Linked DNA regions of Mus musculus: region 1 is linked to region 2. Evidence: chromatin contacts called from public HiChIP or PLAC-seq data. All regions are on one chromosome and are shown on one strand. Each heading gives the region's core, a stretch centred on a gene start, on an enhancer-like site or on the middle of the called end of the contact. The rest is flanking DNA. Distances are from core to core; before and after follow the strand shown. Region 1 has its middle 74 kb from the start of Gm25755. Region 2 overlaps Kcnab1 (potassium voltage-gated channel, shaker-related subfamily, beta member 1).

Region 1 (6,310 bases), core at 296-2,795, 550 kb after region 2:
TGCTGAATGCTGTTGCATCAGGACATGAGTTTCCCTTTTAAGCTTAGGCCTGTGATACTGAGCATATTGATTCTCCTTTATGAGCACAGACTGGAGTGAACTCTGTGCCCAATAGTGAAATGACTGCATTTAAAAAAAACAAGACAAAACAAACAAGAAAACCACTCAGAACTTCCTGCATCTGTTACTTTGTTGTGCTGGAGATAAACAGAATCTCCTTTATTAACCTCTGCACAATTTAAAAGGAATGAAAGCCCGAGTTTATCAAGTTCATGTTACTATCTTTATGTGCTGGCATTTGGCAATGTCTTCAGTCATTGTTTTTCATTATCGCTCTGGCTTTCAGAGCCTCCAGTGCAGTCACTTTGGCAAACTCGTGAATGCCAGCAGCCGTGTGAAGACAATGAGTGTCACTCTGTAATGTGACATGGGGAAATATTTTTCAATTTCCTAGCAGGTGCTGAGCTATGATTCTGACTCATAAAGGTGGTGATTATCTGTCTTTTCTGAAGTGAAGCAGCAGAGGGGAAAAAAGCATACTAAAACTAATGAAGAAAGCAAAAGTTGGGTCTGTTCTCTCTAGCTGGAGGATCTCTGGTCCTGGGAGTTGTTTTTCTCTCCTGTAAATGGATTGTTGTCTTGTGAAAGATAGCATCAGAGAGGATATTTGACTTTAGCAGGGACTGTTGGTGAACTGTATCCCTATACCTATGGACAATTCAAGAAAGATAAAAAGCATGAGGGCTTTATAGTGCTGAGTGTGGATGAAGCTTCTCGCAGACTGAAAAGAAATTCTTACCAGCTGCAGCACAAATACTGTTCAGAAAGGATTTTACATCAAGAGTTGTTTAACATCAGTATGCTTCATACAGGGAGGTCGCTGATCATATAGATGTGGTGTGTTAAGTAGAAACAGGAGTTGATTGATTCCTGTACAGCATGCATTGGTGATACAATGAATTAGACCCCATAATGGTTCTCCCTAGGTGTGGTGGAAGTGAAGGATAGGAGGGTGGTGGAGAAGGCTGATTTGACAGATGATATGAGAAGACCAGCTGACAGCAAAGGGAAGATGTTGCAGGATACATGTGCTTGAAGTATCAGAGGCCGGATACAGGACCAGAATATTTCCTCTATGCCTTCCTTCAGCATGGACATTATGTATCTCTATAAAATTTAGGAATCACAAACTTAAGAAATTATCTCTGAAGAGACAGCATTTATTTAAATGTCCTTGATCCATCCAGGGACCGGTAGCCTTATCAGTCAGTGGAGCCAAACTCCAGGCAGAGCTCAGGGAGTCATCTCCACAGCAAGGATTACAGCGGCCCCACCCATATCATCAGAGACATATAAAGGCGTCAGCAAAGTTCTCTTCCAATGGACTCATTTTTTCTCCAAAATTTGTTTCTTGCTTTCCAACTGCTTTGCTTAGTCTTCTGTAAGTAGATTTTGGGGTGTGGTCGCAGGAGGCCCGCCTGGAGGACTTCGGCGATGGAAGTGGGAGAGGCCCTATGAGTCTCACAGCAAGAATGAAGAGCCTCCTGCCTAAAGACGTTAGTCACTGGAAGTCATCCCTTTCTACCCACAGTGAGTCACAAGCCCCTCAGCCTCGCCTGTGGCGCAGAGGCTAAAGAACCAAAAACAGTTCATGCACATGTGAAACTACATTCGGGATGGACCATGACTGAAGGTCTGCTCCTGAGCTCAGCTTCCTCCAGCATCCTCGGGGGTGGGGTGGGGGTGTAGACCAAGCAGGAAAGTTCTTGCCCCTGTCCATCCTTCCCTCCCTTTGAACATCTTTCCCACACACTGCACACACCTTCCGACCACTGCAGCCAACAGTCTGCTTCTACCACCTGCATTTACAAGGCTTTTAACGTCTTCTGACCAGTCAGATATGCTGTTTATCCTCTCAGTTTCAACCACTGACTTCATTTAAGGTCATGTCCAAAAGGTGCTGTTTGCTACAGAGGGTCAAAAGTCACATTTTCTACTTTTTTTTCCCCTGTGAGTCTCACGCAGCAAATGCTCCTCTGTGTTCCTTTGACTTCCAAAGTTCTTGCTGGCCATAGTTTAACTGGATGCTTGCAGTCACACATCCACACGGTTCCCAAGCAGTGATTCTTAACCTTGTGAAAGTGCCAACGTTCTTTGAAATTGCAGTAGAAGGCAGGGCCTAGGCCCTCCTCAAGAGGACACATGTAAATATGTACAAGTGCTTCATGAAAATGCCAGGCTTCGCAGACCCTCTTGAAGCCTGTTCAGACAGTAACTCCAACCTAATGACCCCTGTTTAAACTCATTCTTCCAACTGTTCTGTGAGGTCATTGTATTGTGACCCATGGGAAAAACAAGGGCTGGTGAGTGGGACTCACCGCTGTCTGTGACTTGCCTGAAGTGGCTTCTGGCCAGGTTCCAAGTCTCCTCTGAAGCCTGTTTTGTGGACTTGTGTTTAGAAGAACAAAGCCAACACGGGAAGTACTTCTTCCAACAGGGTCTGCGTGTCAGAGCAGAGACTGGCATTCTTGGCGTTCTTGCCCATGTGATGATAGCTCCTGTCTGACTAAACCAACCTACAGAGTCCCACTTCGCCTCCTGAAGCAAGGTACCTTACCTAGGGTTAGAGAGACACATGTAAGAACAACAACCTCCTTGTTGTTGCAAATCTTTGACTTTCTCATGAGTAGTCCCCAGCTGTCTCCCCAAATCTGTCTGTACTGCCAGCTGGTCCATGAGGGTGCAGCCATACTGGGTCACTGTTGGGCAAGCAAGCTTTCTCTGTCAGCAGCCATGACTGTCATTCTCATGTCTTGACATAATGTGTTCCACACAAATCCTGGACCCTTTACTCAACTTTCCCCATGGATCTAAAGGCCTCTCTGTGTTCTAGCATGTGAATGATGTGTTGAGAAAGAGTCTCTGAAAGACATTGAGTGATGCTTTATGTAACAGCTCCAGTTTCAACTGTCAATACATGAGATTTGAAATGAAAATCTCCATGTAGCTGTTAATGCACAATGCCTCAGTCACTGCCTCAGAGATCCATCTTTTATTGCCTCACTGCAGGGGCAGGAGGGAAGGGGACAACTACCAATCCCATGGTTCCCCCAGACCCTGGACTGTGAGTTTACCACTGCCTCTTGGCCATCCTTGGGCTCAGCTCTCTGACATGACAAAGGATAATAGCGTCAAAGGAAATTGAGGAAGGTGGCTTTTTTCAAACACCATTTCCCATGTTTGAACAAATGTGTTTCATCACAACTCTGTCTGCTAGTAGGATGCTCTGTGGCTGACAGATGGCTTCAGCCAAGGAGACCTGGGTAATGACACTGGGAATTACCTCCCTGCACACCAGAACCATTTGTATCAGGGAATGCCACAGCACCAGGGCTCACAGCATCCTAGGAATGCACCTTCCATGCGTTTTCCTGAGTGAGTGGTTCCTGTACCACCATCCTCCATACCCTAATCCCATTAAGCCCAATCCTACTGCCTTCCTGGTGTCTCAAATGTGTTATTACACTATTTAAATATATATTTTTTCTATCATGAAAGTTAGTAAAGGTTCTGTGCTCTGGAGGCAAACGTTCCTAGTCCTACTGGTACAGTTCACCAGCAGTGAGGCCCCGAGGAATAAGTCAGAGGAAAAAGAGCTTTGTGAGCCAAAGGTCCTGGTTTGAAGGGTATGGAGAAGTTTCTCAAATGGTGCAGGAAAAGTGTTTCTGATATAAATATGACTCAAATGCACACAACACCATGGTTTATCTAAAATATATGTCTTTCATATCGGCTTCTTCTTTATTTTCTTTCCTGTGGTTTTCCTGGTATGACCCCAGACACTTATTAGTGTTAACCTCAAGATTACAGTTTCCCAAACAAGATATTCTTATTTCAAAGGGTGTAAGACCTTACCCTGTTCCCTTTGCCCCCATTCCCTTTCAACCTAATAGCATTTGACAGGAGGCAAATATTTTTGGTGAAATATTTGGCGAGGTGTGAGTTACTGCTTTATATTATATTAAAATGCATTGTGTAAGGGGAAATTTTATGGAACCTTCACTGGGCAAAGTCTCAGTCCTCGTATGCTCCTTCATCATTGGCTCTCAGCCAGGGGCAGTTCTACCCCTGGAGGAGATTAGCAATGTCTGCAGCTAGATTCTTGGGAGGAGAAGGTGCTACTGACATATTTTGGGGAGAGGTCAGGGATGCTGTTAAACATCTTAACAAAGCACAGAATAGCCAAGAATCGCCTAGGCCAGAAGTCAGGGTGCCAAGGCTGAGAAACAGTGAAGTGTACCACTTAAGGTCCCCCCAGCTTCTGCACAGCAGCCAAGAAATCTGTGGTGTTGCTATACATGTCTGCATGGGGGCAGGCTATGGAGGAATGCCAGCTTTTTCCAACTCACTTAAAACTCATACAACTGTATTGACTATCCAGCTGTAAGGGCTTATGGGGGGTAGATGGCCTTTAGTAATGGCTCCGTATTGCAGAAGCTTAGAGTCAGCAGAGGAGAGATCCAAGTGTGGACAATGGGGGCAGACAGGAGAGTGCTCTCAAGTCAACAGGGCTGGGAAAGAGGAACTCCAGGGAGTGCTCAGGAGGACATGCAGGCACTGGTCTTCAGAAGGAAGTAATGTCACAGGGATCTTCAGAGGACATGCCAAGGATGTGTGGAAGCCTGGGGAAGGACAGGAGCAAAGTACAGATGCTGTGCAGTAGGGAGACCCTCGGGCTGTCCTAGGTGCTCACCCATAACTCTGAGGGAAACTGAGGCCAGCTCTTGCTTTTACTGCACTTGCTTTTTAGAAATAATCGGCTGGCCCCAGGGCAGCCTGGGGGGCGGGGCCAGAAAAAGACCCCACCCACCCACTCCCAACCCCCACCCCAGCATACTCATTGCAATGAACATTTGCAAAGAAAGCTGTTTGGGCAAAAGGGTAACACTGTGTGACACACACTGTGACACACCACAGCTTCCATGGCCAGATATTTTGGTTTGCTTGTTTGTTTGTATTTATTATTTTATTTTTTAATTTAATTTAATTTTTATTCACTTTACATCCCAGTGAGAGCTTGCCTCCCTCCTCTCTTCCCAGTCCCACCCAGTCCCACAAATCTCTTCCCCTATGGGTACCACCCCACCCTGGGGCATCTTGTCCCAACAGGACTAACCACATCCTCTCCCACTGAGGCCTAATCAGACAGCCCAGTTAAAGGAAAGAGGATCCAATCTCAGGGAACAGAGACAGACAGCCCCTGCTCTACTGGTTATGGGACCCACACGAAGACCAAGCAGCACATTTACTACGAATATGTAGGGGGTCTAGGTCCAGCTCCTTCATGCTCCCTGGTTGGTGGCCCAGGTTCTGTGAGCCCCCATGGTGCCAGGTGAATTATCTCTGTGAGTCTTCTCGGGGTGTCCTTGACCCTTCCAACTTTCTCACTTCTATCCCCCACTCTTCCTCTAGACTCCCCTGACTCCACTTGATGTTTTGCTGTGAGTCTCTGCATCTGTCTCCATCTGCTGGTAGATGAAGCCTCTCAGGAGACAGTTATGCTAGGTTCCTGTCTGCAAGCATAGCAGAGGATCATTAATAGCGTCAGGGGTTGGCTCTCTCACATGGCATGGGCCTCAAGTTAGGGCAGTCATTGATTGGCCATTCCCTCAGTCTCTGCAATATCTTTATGCCTGCACATCTTGTAGGCAAGACGAATTTGGGGTTAAAGGTTTTGTAGGTAGATTGATGTCTCCTTCCTTCCTCTGGAAGTTCTGCCTAGTTACAAAAAGTAGCCACTTCAGTCTCAGTATTCCTCTTTGGTAGGAATCTCAGCCAAGGTCACCCCCATAAACTCCCTGTATCCTCCCCTATCTCAGACCTCCAGTCAGTCACTAGAGATGCCCCCCCAATGATTTCCATTCTCACTCTCAACACTCTCCTGCTCCATCTCTCCCCACACCTGATCAAAATTTCCCTCTCCTACCCAGTTCCCTCTCTCTATCCACCTTCAATGACTATTTAGTTTCCCCATCTGAGTGAGACTTAAGCGTCCTTCCTTGGAACCTCCTTATTACCCAGTTTCTTTGAGTCTGTGGATTGTAGCATGATTGTCCTGAACTTTATGGCTAATGTCCACTTATAAGTGAGTACCTACTATGTCTGTCTGTCTGGCTCTGAGTTATCTCATTCGGGATGATATTCTCAAGTTCCATCTATTTTCCTGAAAAATTCATGATGATTTTGTTTTTAATAGTTGAACAGTATTCTATTGTGTAGCTATACCATATTTTCTTTATCAGTTCTTCAG
Region 2 (5,901 bases), core at 760-3,259:
ATCTAAGTACATTTACGAACTATCTGCTTGATACAAAAGTCTGCTCTTATTATGTACAATCTTAGAAAAATGGCTACAAATAATGCACAAATATTTGTTCTCTTCCAGGAACATGGGTGACATTTGGAGGTCAAATCTCAGATGAGGTAAGCTGATTTTAGCTTCTACAGTTCTAATGAAGACAATGTGCAGTAGGGATTGTCTTTCCTTCCTAACATTTTTTTTCTTCTTGGGTGTGTGTGTGTGTGTGTGTGTGTGTGTGTGTGTGTATAACTGTGCTGCCCAGTCATTAGGTAAGGCTAGCTTAGCAGATCTTGGGTGACTCCAGCCAAGCAGAGTTTTAGGGGGCTGGCAGCAAAAAGTCTTTCAACAGCCACACTCCCAGTAGCTAAGAAGGAAGAAGTCCTTTCTCCCCACAGGAGGACCCAGGTGCACATCAAGAGACCGTATGACTGGCATCAGGTAGGGATGTATGGGGGTAACACAAAGGCACAGTCACAGGGAGTACAGCAAAGGCCACAGACACTGTTAGGCTGGAAGTAAGCAGCAACATAGGAAGGAAGGAAGTTCACAGCCAGAGTCTCCAGCCTGCATGCAACCTGCCAGTGCCTAGTGCACTGCGTAGAAGGAAAAAGGCAATGGTGGCTAGCCTTGTGGGCAAATCTAGTCTCCACCCCTACTCACCACAAGTCTCTGATCTCCCCTTCATACTGTCTGTCCTCTGCTGTAGGGATCTCATGTCTGGACATGCAGGACTGACCTCTGTGATGAGCCATTTCAAAATTCCAGCTCTCAAAATTGCACAATAAAGTTGTCATGAACATTTGCAGAGACACTAACACAGACGTACATCCAACAGCTAGAGTCCTTCTGGAGAGCAGCTGTGGGAAGGGTCCTGCAGAGCTGTCCACAAGGAGGAACAAGGACGACTAGCCAAACCCAATCACACTCACAACTGAATGGCTCAATCTCACCTCTTTTCTGGGGGCTAAAACTGTAAGCCAATAACAATGAGTTTACTTCCCTGATCTTTCAGCTTTCTCTTGGTCTTCCAGGAGTTCTCAGCTCCAAGCAGGTAAAAATGGCCATAATGTTCTTCGTGCTGGAGAACTGCAAGCTCCAGGAAGTAAAGACAGGCAGGAGCCTAGTGACTTAGCTTTCTACCACTAGGCCACACCTCCTAAGGAGTCTTCCATCTCCAAAAGATGCTATAGATCAGGGACCAAATGCAGGGGACTTGAAAGACATTTCAGATTAAAACTATATCAAGGCCTAAATCCAGTCTTTAGACTTCAATGTTTTTCCCATTATTCCACATAAGGTCTTCAGACCCTGTGACTGGGAAGGGTGTCTATTCTCAGGTACTCCATTTCAAAACTTCTCTGTAGCTAAGATGTAATTGTTACATTTCCTAATAAATAACCCACCAATATGCTGTAAGACATACCACAATAATTTTTTGCCGTCATCTAAAACAGGACAGTCAGAATGAGGAAACCTATATTTGCTTTACTTTTCAACTTTGCTTTAAAATAATGTCTTAATCTTATCAAATTAAAAATCAGTAACTGCTTCCTTGTGGGTAATGCTAGTGGATATGCACACTAGCCTACCCATGGTCTTGAGAGGCTAATTTTTAAAACACCAGAAACAGTCTATATTAGAAACGCTGGTGAAGCAACTTTAGTCCACCACCAAAGAACATAATGGAAAATCAATTGTTATTATGTGAGAAGTGGAAAAAAAATGTTCAAACATCTAGCAAATTAATCAGCAAAGTGGAGAAAGATTCCTCCACTGCCGTTTTCCAGCATCCTCCTACAGCTCCACCTTAGGCTGATTGTTGCAGGTAGCCCTCTCCTCTCCTGGCACGCTCTTACTTGCCCTGAGCAGCAAGGAGGATGGAACACGGAGCCCTGACCCATTCCGGCCTGAGTCCAGAGGAGCTTGCTCCCTCCCCTGTGTTGACTCAGCAGCAGCACCAAGATGATGCTTATTGTTCCACTGAACTGTGGGTGGCAGGAGCTTTAACAACAGTCATGATTGTCTGGCCTGTGATTCATCAGCACAGTTGGCCAGGCCTTGAGCAAAGTCACAAGCTTTTAGGTCAGGAGTCATCCAACTGCCAGAAGCTATTGACTTGCAGAAAGGGCTTGAGGGTTGGAGTCAGCTTTGATACAGATGACCCTCTTTGTCAGCAAGATTAGATGTCACGGAGGGTGTTCTCATACAAGGTCTTCCCAGCAGGGTGGAAAACACAGATCTGAACCCCTCAGTGCTCCGTGGGCAACAAAACACACCCCTCCAAGAGTGAGATTACAGCCTACCCAGTGTCTGAGGGTAGGAGAATCACCTGCCTTATACTTCTCTTTCTCTTGTCACTCACTACAGCTGAGAAAAACACAAGTGGTTCATAGGATCTCAGAGTGAACGGTGGATAAAGGATTTAACATTGCTTCCCAGCTAGGAAGAATGCCTGGCATTTCTGACTGACCCTTGCATCCTCTTGCAGGTTGCTGAACGGCTGATGACAATTGCCTACGAAAGTGGAGTTAATCTCTTCGACACAGCTGAGGTCTATGCTGCTGGGAAGTAAGTCAGAACAAGTTTTTAGCTCTCACATGGCATCATTGGTGGAAGCAAGAGGGTGTGCTCAAACATTGCTGTGGCATTGGCAAGGAGGGACTGCTCTTCTTGTACATATATCAGCAGGCATGTTCTTCCTCCGCCCTACACTGATATTCATGAAAGTTGTGATTTCTTAATGATGCCAAGAAATTAACAACTTTTCTAAGAGGGCACTTCAGAGCCTATTCTGAAGACTGTAAGCGACAGAGAGACCTTGCTGAAGGTAACGAGTAACTTTAGAGATTTCCTTTGGGCCTGAGCATCGACTTGGCAGTCTGAACATGGCTTGTTATGTTAGAACACATAATTGATGTTCTATTAGGCCGGATCAGCAAGCACATGTCACATAACATAACTAGTGTATTTTAGAATCGATATGGAGCCCTGGTCTCCTGGAATGAACGTGGGTGTCCAGCTTCCACCAGCAAAGGCAGAAGACATGGAATATGAACACACCAAGCTAGCTGCCCGCCTCCCCCAGGCCAGTTACAGTAGAGCTGAGGCTTACCCAGTCAATAGTAATTGCTCCAAATATTCTTGGAGCTTCTTCTTACTTTGGTTATTCCTTTTCAAAGACCTGCCTATTTTTAAGGACCATCAGAGGACTTGAGCATCCACATCTATGTTGTTTGTAATGAATCCAAGAAAGGAAAGTCGAAGTTGTTCGGCCTTGCTCCTTTCTGCATGCCCTCTTCTCAGGAGATTTTCTCAGTCCAAGGTATCTTGCTCAATACCGAATTGGCTAAAGCAGAGGAGAGGAACATAGTGATTGCAACTCCTACTGTAAGGGACAACCATTTGAATCGTTATTCATTGATGGCCACTATGTAACTAAGATAGGCTCCCAATATTTAAGGTCACACGTAACAACAGACAAACAAGGAGTAATGAAGACGATTCCAGTACTACCCCATGTCTGTTCATTTGGAGCATGTGCCATAGCTAGCATGCATCATGATTCCTTGGAGGCTGTGCACGCAAATAAAACAACTTTGGTTTACATCAAATACTAGCTAACAATGGCGTCCATATCTGGCTCACTGATGAACCAAATGCTAACTGCATTGACTTCCCTACTCCAATCTCTGGCAGCCCAACTGCTTCTTACACTGATCATCGTACTGGGTGGGTTATAGGAGAACATTTTAGTCTCCTCAATCTTGGTGAGTCTGCTGGGGAAGTGGAAGTGAGGATATTCTTAGGATGTCTTCAGTGCACCATTCCACAACCCAGCCTTAGGAACAGGAAAAATATTTTGTAGTGTCTCCCTATACCTTAGTCCTATGACAAACATTACTCAGTCCTAGGACATTCTCTTATGGACCACAATAACTGCAACACTGAACTTAGAGATATCTGAATACACATATAGATTCTTTCTTCTCTTCCAAGATCAACTGGGAAACTAGTATTTTCTGTTAAAACAGTCTGAAGCCTCTGGGCACAACTGAATTGTTCCAGCACAATAGATGGAAATAGGTGGTGCTGACTCTCGTTGAACACCACCAAGTGGGATATTTTTATGAGGGACCAAGCTGCCAGATGACTCCTCTGTTTCTTATGTCGGGACCACAGGAGGTCTCCTGCCAGTGCCAGCATTTGGCAGGTGCTTCTGGGATGCCTGGGAGCAGGATTCTGCGGGCACCAGCAGAAACAGTGGAGACTGTGCTACCAGCTGAGCGTGCTTCTATTTTGGGGATCTGTAGGCACTGAGAGTTCAAAAATGGGATGGCTCTGGTGTTGGGTTGACTCTTGCTTTTCTGAGACACTGCATCCTAAGACATTGTCTATTTTCCCCTTCAGGGCTGAGGTGATTCTGGGAAGCATCATCAAGAAGAAAGGCTGGAGGTACCACATCTACCATAACTGCTAGTTTGCCTTTTAAAGTCTTACTGATCTATACCAGAAAAGCAAAAACAAAATAAAATAAAATAAAATAAAATAAAATAAAATAAAATAAAATAAAATTTAAATCACATGGTACTAGAACAAAAGGCTGTCCAAAACACAGTCAACACTTGGTAAAGAAATAATCTATAATAGTTTGAAAATAAGTGCCATAAAGGTCATTATTTGTACTTCGAAATATACATAGCCATTGACTACAGGGAATCACGGTGTAGTTGAGTAGAGAAAAAGGAGCTGTTCATGAGATTATTTGTGCATAACAGACATGACATTTTCATAGTTTTAACTGTACTTGTAATTAGTGAAGAAAGCAAGCTACAGGAAACTATCCAGACACACAGATTTATGTTCACCACTCATTTTATTAACAACTCTCTGTACAAAGATGAAACAAAAAGCCCGTGGCATAATTGCCTAGAGCTTTCTCATCTGGATACAGTTGACAACATCTTTCCTGAATGCTAGGCACTCTGACTTCTGAGTGTTCAGAAAAAAAAACTCAAGGAATGTGCTCACCCATTCCTTCCACCAACTCTGTACCCAAAGCAAGTGGTCCTGAGGATTGTGTGGCATTTTGGGGCTGTCATGCAACACAGCAGAGTAAGATCCACATCTAGATGAAGACTGTCCCTTGCCTGAGTAAGGAGAAGCAGTGGTTTTCCCTTAGCAAGCATTGACCCATCCTCCTTAATTACAGAACCCATCATACCTACCTTGTGGGAGACAGACTACTATGAATATTTCACCAGCCACCTTTCAGCCTAGCAAATAACAGCTCAAGCTACTACTGTGCTATGAAAAGTTTATATGGTTCACATTGCCTCCAGGAGAAAACTGGTGAGAAGAGAAGATTAAACCATGCAATCCTGGCATTGAGCTAATAAAAGTGGTTCAGCTAGCTGGCTTGGTTTCTGGTCCTCGAGCCGTCACTTGCTAACTGTATTGTCCAGAGAATGTAATTTCACTTCCCTGAGCCTCGATTTCCCTAACTGTAAAATGGCTGCTGAGGTGCCATGCTGACCAAGTGAGAGGAAAGCAAAGCCACTGGGAGACTTCGTCTTACTGTGTTACATTCACATTTCAGTCCCCACCCAGAACAGTTGCTTGCTACTTGCACATAGATGCTAATGTGCACACCCTCTGGGGCAGACAGTTTTGTATAGAGTCTAACTTCAATGTTGGGATAGAATGTACAGCTTTAGAATAATATTTGCTCTGATAACCAAAAGAGTTCAAGTTCATATTTTATGCTATTTTGGATATATTTTGGAAGGCACAAAATGCTTGCTAAAGGAGACCTGGCTCCCCTTTGCAGATTGTTATCACTATAGCTAGCAGAAGGTTCACGTGCTAATCTGAAAAGTA

Evidence for each region. HiChIP or PLAC-seq counts read pairs in DNA pulled down with a chosen protein or histone mark.
Region 1: a FOXA1 HiChIP or PLAC-seq map of pancreatic cancer cells shows a contact between it and region 2. The contact joins two enhancer-like sites. A contact is called at or near these places in 1 of 484 Hi-C or Micro-C datasets (muscle stem cells), 1 of 115 datasets of contacts at active chromatin or transcription factors (pancreatic cancer cells) and 1 of 9 other capture datasets (liver).

What each region holds. Positions count from the first base shown.
Region 1 is chr3:65,842,961-65,849,270 of GRCm38.p6, forward strand. No RefSeq gene overlaps it. Among named protein-coding and RNA genes, the nearest start is that of Gm25755, 74 kb to the left of the region's middle. Within about 2 kb of position 1,546, at least 65 of the 459 cell types and tissues checked have an H3K27ac peak or open chromatin away from gene starts, as enhancers often do. A contact at or near this core is called in muscle stem cells and pancreatic cancer cells, where this site is marked.
Region 2 is chr3:65,295,157-65,301,057 of GRCm38.p6, forward strand. Kcnab1 (potassium voltage-gated channel, shaker-related subfamily, beta member 1) reads left to right here. Exons shown (of 14, transcript NM_010597.5): 3 at 109-146; 4 at 2,513-2,592; 5 at 4,432-4,476. A330015K06Rik (RIKEN cDNA A330015K06 gene) reads right to left here. Exons shown (of 5, transcript NR_126080.1): 2 at 3,137-3,370. Among named protein-coding and RNA genes, the nearest start is that of A330015K06Rik, 4.6 kb to the right of the region's middle. Within about 2 kb of position 2,010, at least 43 of the 459 cell types and tissues checked have an H3K27ac peak or open chromatin away from gene starts, as enhancers often do. A contact at or near this core is called in muscle stem cells and pancreatic cancer cells, where this site is marked.